Regions from separate parts of the Sus scrofa genome. Here region 1 is linked to region 2. The links are chromatin contacts, called in public HiChIP or PLAC-seq maps. All regions are on one chromosome and are shown on one strand. Each heading gives the region's core, a stretch centred on a gene start, on an enhancer-like site or on the middle of the called end of the contact. The rest is flanking DNA. Distances are from core to core; before and after follow the strand shown.

Region 1 (4,317 bases), core at 241-2,740, 380 kb after region 2:
AAACCAGACACCCGACAGCACACACAAGCTCAATCACCTCCTTTCTGCGATAACTCCCCGTTTCCCCCACCCCGTAGCCACTAACGCTGCCAGAAGGCCGCCCCCCACCCCCTTCCCGGCACTGTATGCAACCGAGTACACTTTCCAAGGCACCCTCCCCCCACCTCTTATGACACTAAACCCACAAGAAGATAGTTCATATGAATGATCTTGAGAAAGAACTTAATTAACACCATGACTGACAAGCAGGAACCCTCACGGGGACACCCCTACCCACCCCCCAACCCCTGCCTCCCTGGCCTCGGCTGCCCGCTAAGGGGGAAGGGCTGGAGGCTCACCCAATTACTCACCGTTTCCTCTCAGTCTCGAGCGCGGTGGGCAAATGAGGGGGTGAGGAAGATGCGCGATGCCCCCGCCGCCGGGCTCCTCACCGGCCGCAGCGGTTCATCGCCCCCGCGGGCTGCCCGCCGGCCGCAGCGGCGTCCGGGGCATGTCAGTCCGCCGCCGCCGCCCGCCGGCCGGGCTCGTGGGCTCGCAGCTTTCAGGGAGCTGCGGGGCAGCGCATCCGGAGCGTGAGGGCTGGGGCAGAGCAGGGGGTCTGGGGAAGGGTCCTTGGATTCAAGGATCAGGAAGAACACCTCTGAAGACCCCCCGGGAAACCCAGACCGGGGTCGCGGGCTCGGGACTAAGCCCTGGAGAGGCCCGGAGTCCCGGCCGCCGGCAGCGAGGGCGGGGGGGCGAGGGGATCCCTGCCGGGAGGGGCAGCAAGGCTAGCAGCCCGGCGCGCCCTGGCGGCTCCGAGGGACCCCGGCTTGCAGTCGCGTCGCCGGGGCTTTCCCGGGGCTGGGAGCGCGCCGGCCCTCCGCCTCTCACGCCGTCACCGCGGGAGACGTCTCGGCCTCGCCGCGCGCGGAGGGGACGCGCGGAGGGGATGGTTTCTGGGCGAGCCGCGAGCTTTGCCCATTAAGCTGCAGCGAGAAGCCAAATCAAAAAGCCAATCTCCAAGCCTCCAAACCCAACGTCACCCTATCAGCTGGGAGGGAGAGAGCCGCACGGAATGACAAGCCGCGCATATTTATCCTCGCGCGCCGATGGGGGTAATTTTCTGAGAGCTTCCCGACCAACAGCGGGGAAGCCGAGCCGGTATCTCGCGTCCAGAGAGCCCCCAGGACCGAATGCGGACGGAACCCCTAGACCACAGCCACCCACCCAATCGTTGGATCCCGGTGCCCGGCGCCTCCCGACCGGCGGCAGTTCCGAGACGGCGGAGCGTCCTGACCTGGATTCCGCGGCGTCCAGAGCTCCGGGCAGCGGCGGGGAGGGCGGGCAGGAGGGCGCTCAGCACCGGCTTTCCCCTTGTCCTCAGGAGACGCCGCCTGCAATTCCGAAATTAAGTCTCCACCAAACACATCTGTGGTTTTTAAATATAGCAGGGGACGATTACCCAGGCAGGGTCCACCCAGGCCTAGGGGAGGGGTTGAGGGGGGATGGAGGTAGGCACTGGAGGGAAAATAAAACTCCTTTCCCCCCACCCCTTCTTCTTCTTCTCCTCCTTTTTTTTTTTTTTTTTTCCTTCTGTTCTTGGTGCAGAACTCTGTCATTTTCTCAACCCAAATCAAACAACAGCTTGTGACAGGCGCTTGAGCGAGCGCTGGTATGTTGGCTTTGGGGTTTTTAAGGCTAAAAATAAGAGGGGGGCTGTCTCTCAAATTGCTGCTTATGCTAGGCCTGGAGTCTAGAAGAGAGATGGTCCTTTGATGCAGCAATAGAACCAGGGTTTGGGGCTTGGCTCATGCAAAGTGTACACATGCAGCCTTAAATCAGATGCCCCTAATTACTGCTATATTTGTCAGGCTTGGTTCTGGAGGCATGAGGGGTGTGCAGGCCTCTCCTAAGAACGGGGTTACACACCCCTAGTTTGTGGATGGCGTTAGGCAGATGTAAGATGGGCATGGTGGCCAGCCCTTTGTAGAGACACCTGTGCAGCTTCTGGGATAGAATATAAAGGTAAGGCAGTCGTTCCTCTCAGGGCTCTGCTGTTTGATGCCAAGTATGATGGGCCAACCAGTGAGAAGAACACTTAGCAAGTCTCAGCACCCCCTTTAGGCCAAGCACCCAGTTAAAGAATTTGATTGCCTTCTTTCAGGTCATCCTCTCAAAACTCTAAGAGACAGGTACAATTACTAACTCCATTTTTCTCAAGGATATTGAGCCTTACGTTAAATAACCATCTTAAGGACACAGCAGCAGAACCAAAGACTGGAATGAAGTGGAATCGGCTGGAGTTTCACTGATAACAACAGTACACACAACTTTCCAGATCCCTGGCTCCTCTGAGGACTGCTCTGGAACAAGATTTGGTCCAAAGAGATGAAGTGGGCATAGGAGCTAGGGTGGCATGTGAGTTCTTTCCTGGTGCTCTGACTGGTGCTCCTTCAGCAAATCACATGGAGGTTTCCATCCTGAGGCTGAGTCCTGGATGCCCTCCGTCCTAACAGAGCCCTGTGATCTCAGATCCCTGAACATTTATGGGCCTTGAATCCAGTTAGAGTGAGGGCTGAGACACTGACTCTGTAAGATTTCAATAACTTCTAACAGTGTGGGATTTCAGGATATGTCAATTGGTGGAATTTACTTTGTGTCTGTTTCCATGGAGATCCATGATGCTGACTGGTCTACAGTCAAGACCAGGAGGTAGCTGGTGGACCCATAAATTGGTACAGCTTTTAGGGAGGACAGTTTTGAAAGACATAGCAAATTCCTTAAAAAATGTGAACCTCTTTTGCTATAGTCATTTTAATGGTAGAAATTTATTCTATGGCAGTACTGAAGGATGTGCTCAAATATTTAGTTACAAGCATATTTATGGTGTGTTTACAGTAGTGAAAAATTTGAAGCATTTTAATTTTCCAGCAGGGAGAATTGGTTGAGTAGGTCATGTTACATTTTCATAACAGTGTATTCTACTCCTAAAAAAATGCTGAAGCAGGAGTTCCCATTGTGGCACAGCGGAAACAAAGCCAACTAGTATCCATGAGGACACAGGTTTAATCCCTGGCCTTGCTTAGTGAGTTGGGGAATCTGTTGCCATGAGCTGTGGTGTAGGTCACAGATGCAGCTCAGATTCCTTGTTGCTGTGGCTGTGGCATAGGCCGGCAGCTGTAGCTCTGAAATGACTCCTAGCCTGGAAACTTCCATATGCCTCAGCTGTGGCCCTAAAAAGAAAAGAAAAAAAAATGCTGAAGCAGCGTTCTATGCCTTGACATGGAAAGGTTTTCATGATATACGTGGTACTTCCTGTGTATGTGTGTATATGTGTATGCATGTATGCCTGTGCACACCCTGGCAGCAAAAAAACACCAAAATGGTAATGATGGTTATCTTTGGGTGGTGAGATTACTGGTGATTTATTTGTCTCTTTAAATCAACTTTATGAGGCTTAATTACATACAATAAAATTCACCCGTTTTAAGTATACAGGTTGATGAGTTTAGACAAAAGTACACCCAAGTATAACAATAACTCAAATACAGAGCATTTCATTTCTCCTGAAAGATTTTCAGCCCCTCTGTAGTTATCCCTTGCCTCCCCTCTAGCAACCATTGATCTGCTTTCTGTCACTATAGACTAGTTTTGCTTGTTCTAGAATTCTCTTCTTACATTTCTTCAATGAACATTATCCATTCACTAAAACAACAATAGCAACAATAGAAACAGAATTGGTCTTGTCTTTTTTTTTTTTTTTTTTTTTGGTAGAAAAACTATCCAAAAACCAGCAGGAGCTTTATCCTCTGGTCACCTGTAACAGGGCATTGTTGGGTAGGAGATGGGATGGGAGGGGAGGGAGGTGTCGAAGTATGTTCAGCTATTGCTATAGGTAGAGTGACGTCTGTGGGCGGAGTTGTAGGTAGACTGAAATGGCAAAACCCAAATCTGCATTCTGAGCCTCCATGCCCTCACCAGTAAAACAGTAGTAAGATTAATAACAGTAATATCCTCTGCATGGCATTGTTGTGGATTACAGTTTCTGGTATAGAGTAACTCCCAAATGTATGTTAATTCTCTTTCTTTCTCCCCTTAATCCTGCTTCTCTCCCACTGTAAATTTTACAACCAACTTTCTCCTTCTAACACTAGACAGTCTTACTTCTTTTTCCTCCCTACCACATGCATCCTGGGTTGGAAAACAGTAAATGTAATGACAATCTGCCTTTAATTTCTGCCATTGTTTCTTCCTTTATTTCTGCTTGTGCTAGAACTCAAGGGGATTTTCACAGGAAAAAGAGCAAGTGAGCAATTTATTGTCAGTATTAGGAGC
Region 2 (4,263 bases), core at 407-2,906:
AGGTGATTCTTTACTTGGATGGCTTCCTTAGTGAAGTTCAGCCAGGGACAGAGTCCTGGCAGAGAATGTGTGGGTTCACTGCCCGACTGGACATGGAATAGCATCTCCACAGAGGACTGGACCAGAAGAGACCGGCTTGAGACAGAGGCTTAGATAAAAGCAGGGGCTTTTATGCTTGTGAGTTTCCTTCAGCCAGCATAGCTGCTGTGGCAGTTGGAGCAGGTCTGAAATGGCTCCTCCCCGGGAGGCATTCCAGACCAGAGCCCCACCAGTTTGGAAGGTCAATCAATTGTCCCCTGCAGGAGTGAGAACTTGCTGATTTCTGCTGTAATGATCTGATTGCCGGGCTGCTGCTGTTTCCCTCCTCCACTTCAGCTGAAGTGAGGCCCATCATGACCTGGGACCCTGACCTGGCGCTGGGAAACTCTGGGATCAACCTGGCTGTGTCTTTGCATGGAAGTGTTCCTGCATCTGATGGGCAGATGGGGGGAGTTAAGAGAAGACAGCCCATGTGCCTGGAGAGTTGGAAGATCTTTGGAAATTCCTGCCTGCCCTGCAGGAACTGAAGGTGTCTGTTGGTTCTAAGCCGTCCTGATCAAGCTCTGGAAGCAGTCTACACTCTCTTTCACATCTCTGGCCTTGACTTGCCCACCATGGCAGGAGAACATTCTCCAGAGGTCCCTTTGGTTTAAATCAGTATAACATGCCTTCAAGATAATCCTTGAGCCCCACGTGAGACAAATCTGGGGGTAGGGGGCTCTCCGGGATGACCCTGGACCTGCGGGGTAGCTTTGGCTTGGCACTTAAACTAAGATGTACCCCAGCTGCTGCCCTCAGCCCTGCATAAGCTCTTGACCACAGATGCCCGTCACCCCCTGCCCTAGCGCCTGCCCAGCCCTGACTCACTCCCGTTCCTGGTTTTAGCCCAGCTCTTGGCCTGATTGTCATCTCCCATGCAGCTGCTGCCCCTAGGTTGTTCCCTTCTCACCCCCAGTCCTACCTGAGGTTCATGTCCCCCTTCATGGCCAGAGCGAAGATGTTGGAGAGGTTCCCCCCAGGTGAGCAGCCACAGATCAGGATGGCCAGCGCCTCGACATTGTTCAGTCGGAAGAGCTTGCCCAGTGCAAAGGCAGTGAGGGGCATGATGCCGTACTGCGCCACCAGGGCGATGGCCAGTCCCTTAGGTTTCCGAAAGTGCGCCCTGATCCTGCCGAACTCCATGGTGCAGCCCAGGGAGAGCATGATGATGAGCAGCATGAACACCAGGATGACGCTCAGAGCCAGGTCTGTGGGCCGTTTGCCGAAGTTGTGCGGGAGGGTGAAGTTGATGGGAGCGGACTCGTTGAGGGCCTCCATCCTCCTCTGTGGTCGCGGTGGAGGGAAGGCCGAGGACCCAGTACACCCCTTGCTCACCTGCTGACTGCTGGTCCTTGCTGGGTGCCTTCCTCAGGCACCTCCCCGGGGCAGGGAGCTTCAGGCCAAAATGTAAATCTGAGCAAATAGAAGGATGATGCAACTGGCTGTGCTTTCTCTGGCTTTGGCCCCAAAGAGGAGAGAGCACAGAACCGTATCTGTTGGTCTTTCCCTGCCTCTCCTGAACTCCTTGGCTGCTGCTGCCTTCCTGGGTGCCCCCACACCGCTCCCTCACCTCTTGGCTGCTTCTGGGAGGACAGGGTTTATATCCCTGCTCTGCCCCCCCGTTGGGCACGCCCACAGGCATTCTGTTCTGGGGACCAATCCACGTTCAGCCCGTCTCATTCCCTGCTCAGTCCCTGAGGCCTCAGTTTCTCATTCAGAGGAAGGTGCAGTCCCCATGCCCAGATGGTTACTGCTATCTGCCCCCACACCTATGGGAGTGACAAGGGTTGAGTTTTATCTCTCCTTCCTGGATATACCAGGAGGGTGTGGGACAAAGTAGGGGCAGGTGGAAGAAATGTCTGTGACCCCTCTCCTGGAAGATGAGAGGTGCCTGTATCCTCCTCATCCGAGCTGGGGAACCCTCTTACGATCCCCAAACTTGGACCTCTCTGGTCCCGGGTGAGAAGCACGGTCCTCAGCGGACGTACCTCTGAGGAAAGAGCCTGCTGCCCAGTCTCTTCCACTAGCAGCCCAAGGAGCCCCACTGCCTGGGAAACTTGCTGAGAAGGAAGCAGGAATGCACAGGCTTTTCTTGCACATTTCCTGATGGCTCTGCTTTTGCACTGAGCCTGTCTGGGAGCAGCAGCAGTGGACAGGGGCAGGTACCTGACTCCGTGAGGCATCCTGGACCTCCTCCCAGCCCTTCAGACCAGGCACAAGGGAGCAGCTGTCAGAAGAATCGCCTCTAGGCTGGGCTGGAACCTGGGAAGACTGAGTGGGGTCTCACAGTTTCAGATTTGCTGAAATAGGAGACTAGGCATTTTTTCTGGGGGGCTCCAGAGGGCAGGACAGGGACCAGGGTGTGAGCTGGTCTGTGGGGGGCTGGGGGCAGGGGCAGATTTTGGCTTAGTCAGAAACCACCCCTAAAAATAAGCTCTCCGACAATGGCCCCAAGGGCCTTTGGAATCCTGCTAGGTAAGGGTTGGAGACAGGATCCACACATTGAGAATTGTGTTGAGAAGGCTGCACTCTGGCGTCTTGCAGGTCACAGGGCTGTGTACCATGGCCCTCTGTAACATGATCCTGAAGCTCCCTTTCCTTCTGAGGGCCCCCTATATTAAGATTGCCTGATGATGACCTGATCTCAAGGGGAGGGCAGGCAGAGCTGGGGATACTAGATGCTGATGGGGGTGTGTGGAGCTTGGGCTGTGTGTGCCAGGAGGGGCAGGGGCCAGCTTCCCAAAGGCTGCTTTCTCTCCCTAAAACTGGTCAGAAGAGGCCCCCCTAACAGAGTTGCTAGGGGAGAATTATTGATCCTCACCTGGGCGCCAAGAACTGTGGGAGTATTAAAAAATTACATAATCAATGTCCCTGCCTTCAGAGAACTTGTCCATACGATGGTTCACAATGCAAAGCAAAATGTACTTGTGGGTAAGGTCTAGGCAGGGCTGCCATATACAGTTGTGCAGGCTGTGAACTGCACAACGCTCGGGACACCACTTATGCAGACATCCTGTGCAACCAGTTTTTACACATCTGCCTTCTGCCCAAGGGGGTGAGGTGTAATCAATCAGTATCTGTTAAAAGAGCAGGGCCTTGGAATGTATCTATTAATCAGATTGTGCACATAGAGGGAGCAGAGCTTCCATTCACACACCCGCAAACTGGATACGAAGCAATTTAATCTCTGCCGACTCTCCCTCCTTGTCCCTTCTCAGAAACCCAAAGTTCTTCCTCCTACCGTGGATTTTTTTTTTTTTCCTTTGGGGAAACACATCTTCTCCTGCCGGCCTTGTTTCCCTCCCCATCTTCTCTCATCCATTCTGTTTGTTCCCAGCAGTGTACCTTTGCAGAGAATGGAAAAAATCTCTTCTAGGAAGCTGACAACCTTCACCCTTTCCCCATGTCTCTGCTGCAACTACTCTAATGCCGAACAATTTGGAAGGAGGAGCTTTTGTGTTCTACCTGTGACAGCTGACAGCTATTGAGTACATACTGTGTGACAGACACAGTGATTTACATTTCTTTCTTCTTTGTTTGTCTTTTTGGGCTGCGCCTGCAGCATGTGGAGGTTCCCAGGCTAGGGGTTGCATTGGAGCTGCAGCTGCTGGCCAACACCACAGCCAGAGCCATGCTGTTTCCAAGCCGTGTCTGCGACCTACACCACAGCTCCCAGCAGTGTTGGATCCTTAACCCACTGAGCAAGGCCAGGGATTGAACCTTCGGCCTCATGGTTGCTAGTCAGATTTGTTACTGCTGAGTCACGATGGGAACTTCTACATTTCTTATTTAGTCTTCACAATAGCCTCATGAAGTAGGTACTATTGCTATCCTTATTTTATAGATTAAGAAAGTAAGGCCCAGAGAAGTTAAGCAACCTTCCCAATTTGCACAGCTCTTTAGTGGTGGAGTTGGTATTCATACCCAAGCCTGAGAGTCTGGGCATTGATACCCAGCCTGGCTCTGTGCCCCTAATTCTGATGCTGTGTTGCTTTGCTGTCTTCCTCGTTCTGCCTCATCCTACCTCTGTACTTACTCTGCTTTTTGAGACCTGGAAACTTTGACCAGAATAGCCCTTGTGATTACATGTTTTTTCCCAAATTGGACTGGACTGTTTTTTTCACAAGCTGAATACATCAAGCAACACAATGCCCAAACAATTTAATAGGTGTAGTGGTGGCTGAG

Evidence for each region. HiChIP or PLAC-seq counts read pairs in DNA pulled down with a chosen protein or histone mark.
Region 1: a contact with region 2 is called in an H3K27ac HiChIP or PLAC-seq map of skeletal muscle, with 3 times the contacts expected there. The contact joins the promoter of SLC8A3 here to the promoter of SLC10A1 in region 2. A contact is called at or near these places in 1 of 5 promoter capture datasets (fetal skeletal muscle) and 1 of 2 datasets of contacts at active chromatin or transcription factors (skeletal muscle).

What each region holds. Positions count from the first base shown.
Region 1 is chr7:93,795,993-93,800,309 of Sscrofa11.1, forward strand. SLC8A3 (sodium/calcium exchanger 3) reads right to left here and starts at 1,491. Exons shown (of 8, transcript XM_013989127.2): 1 at 1,280-1,491.
Region 2 is chr7:93,420,333-93,424,595 of Sscrofa11.1, forward strand. SLC10A1 (sodium/bile acid cotransporter) reads right to left here and starts at 1,657. Exons shown (of 5, transcript XM_001927695.5): 1 at 1,001-1,657. The coding sequence starts at 1,356.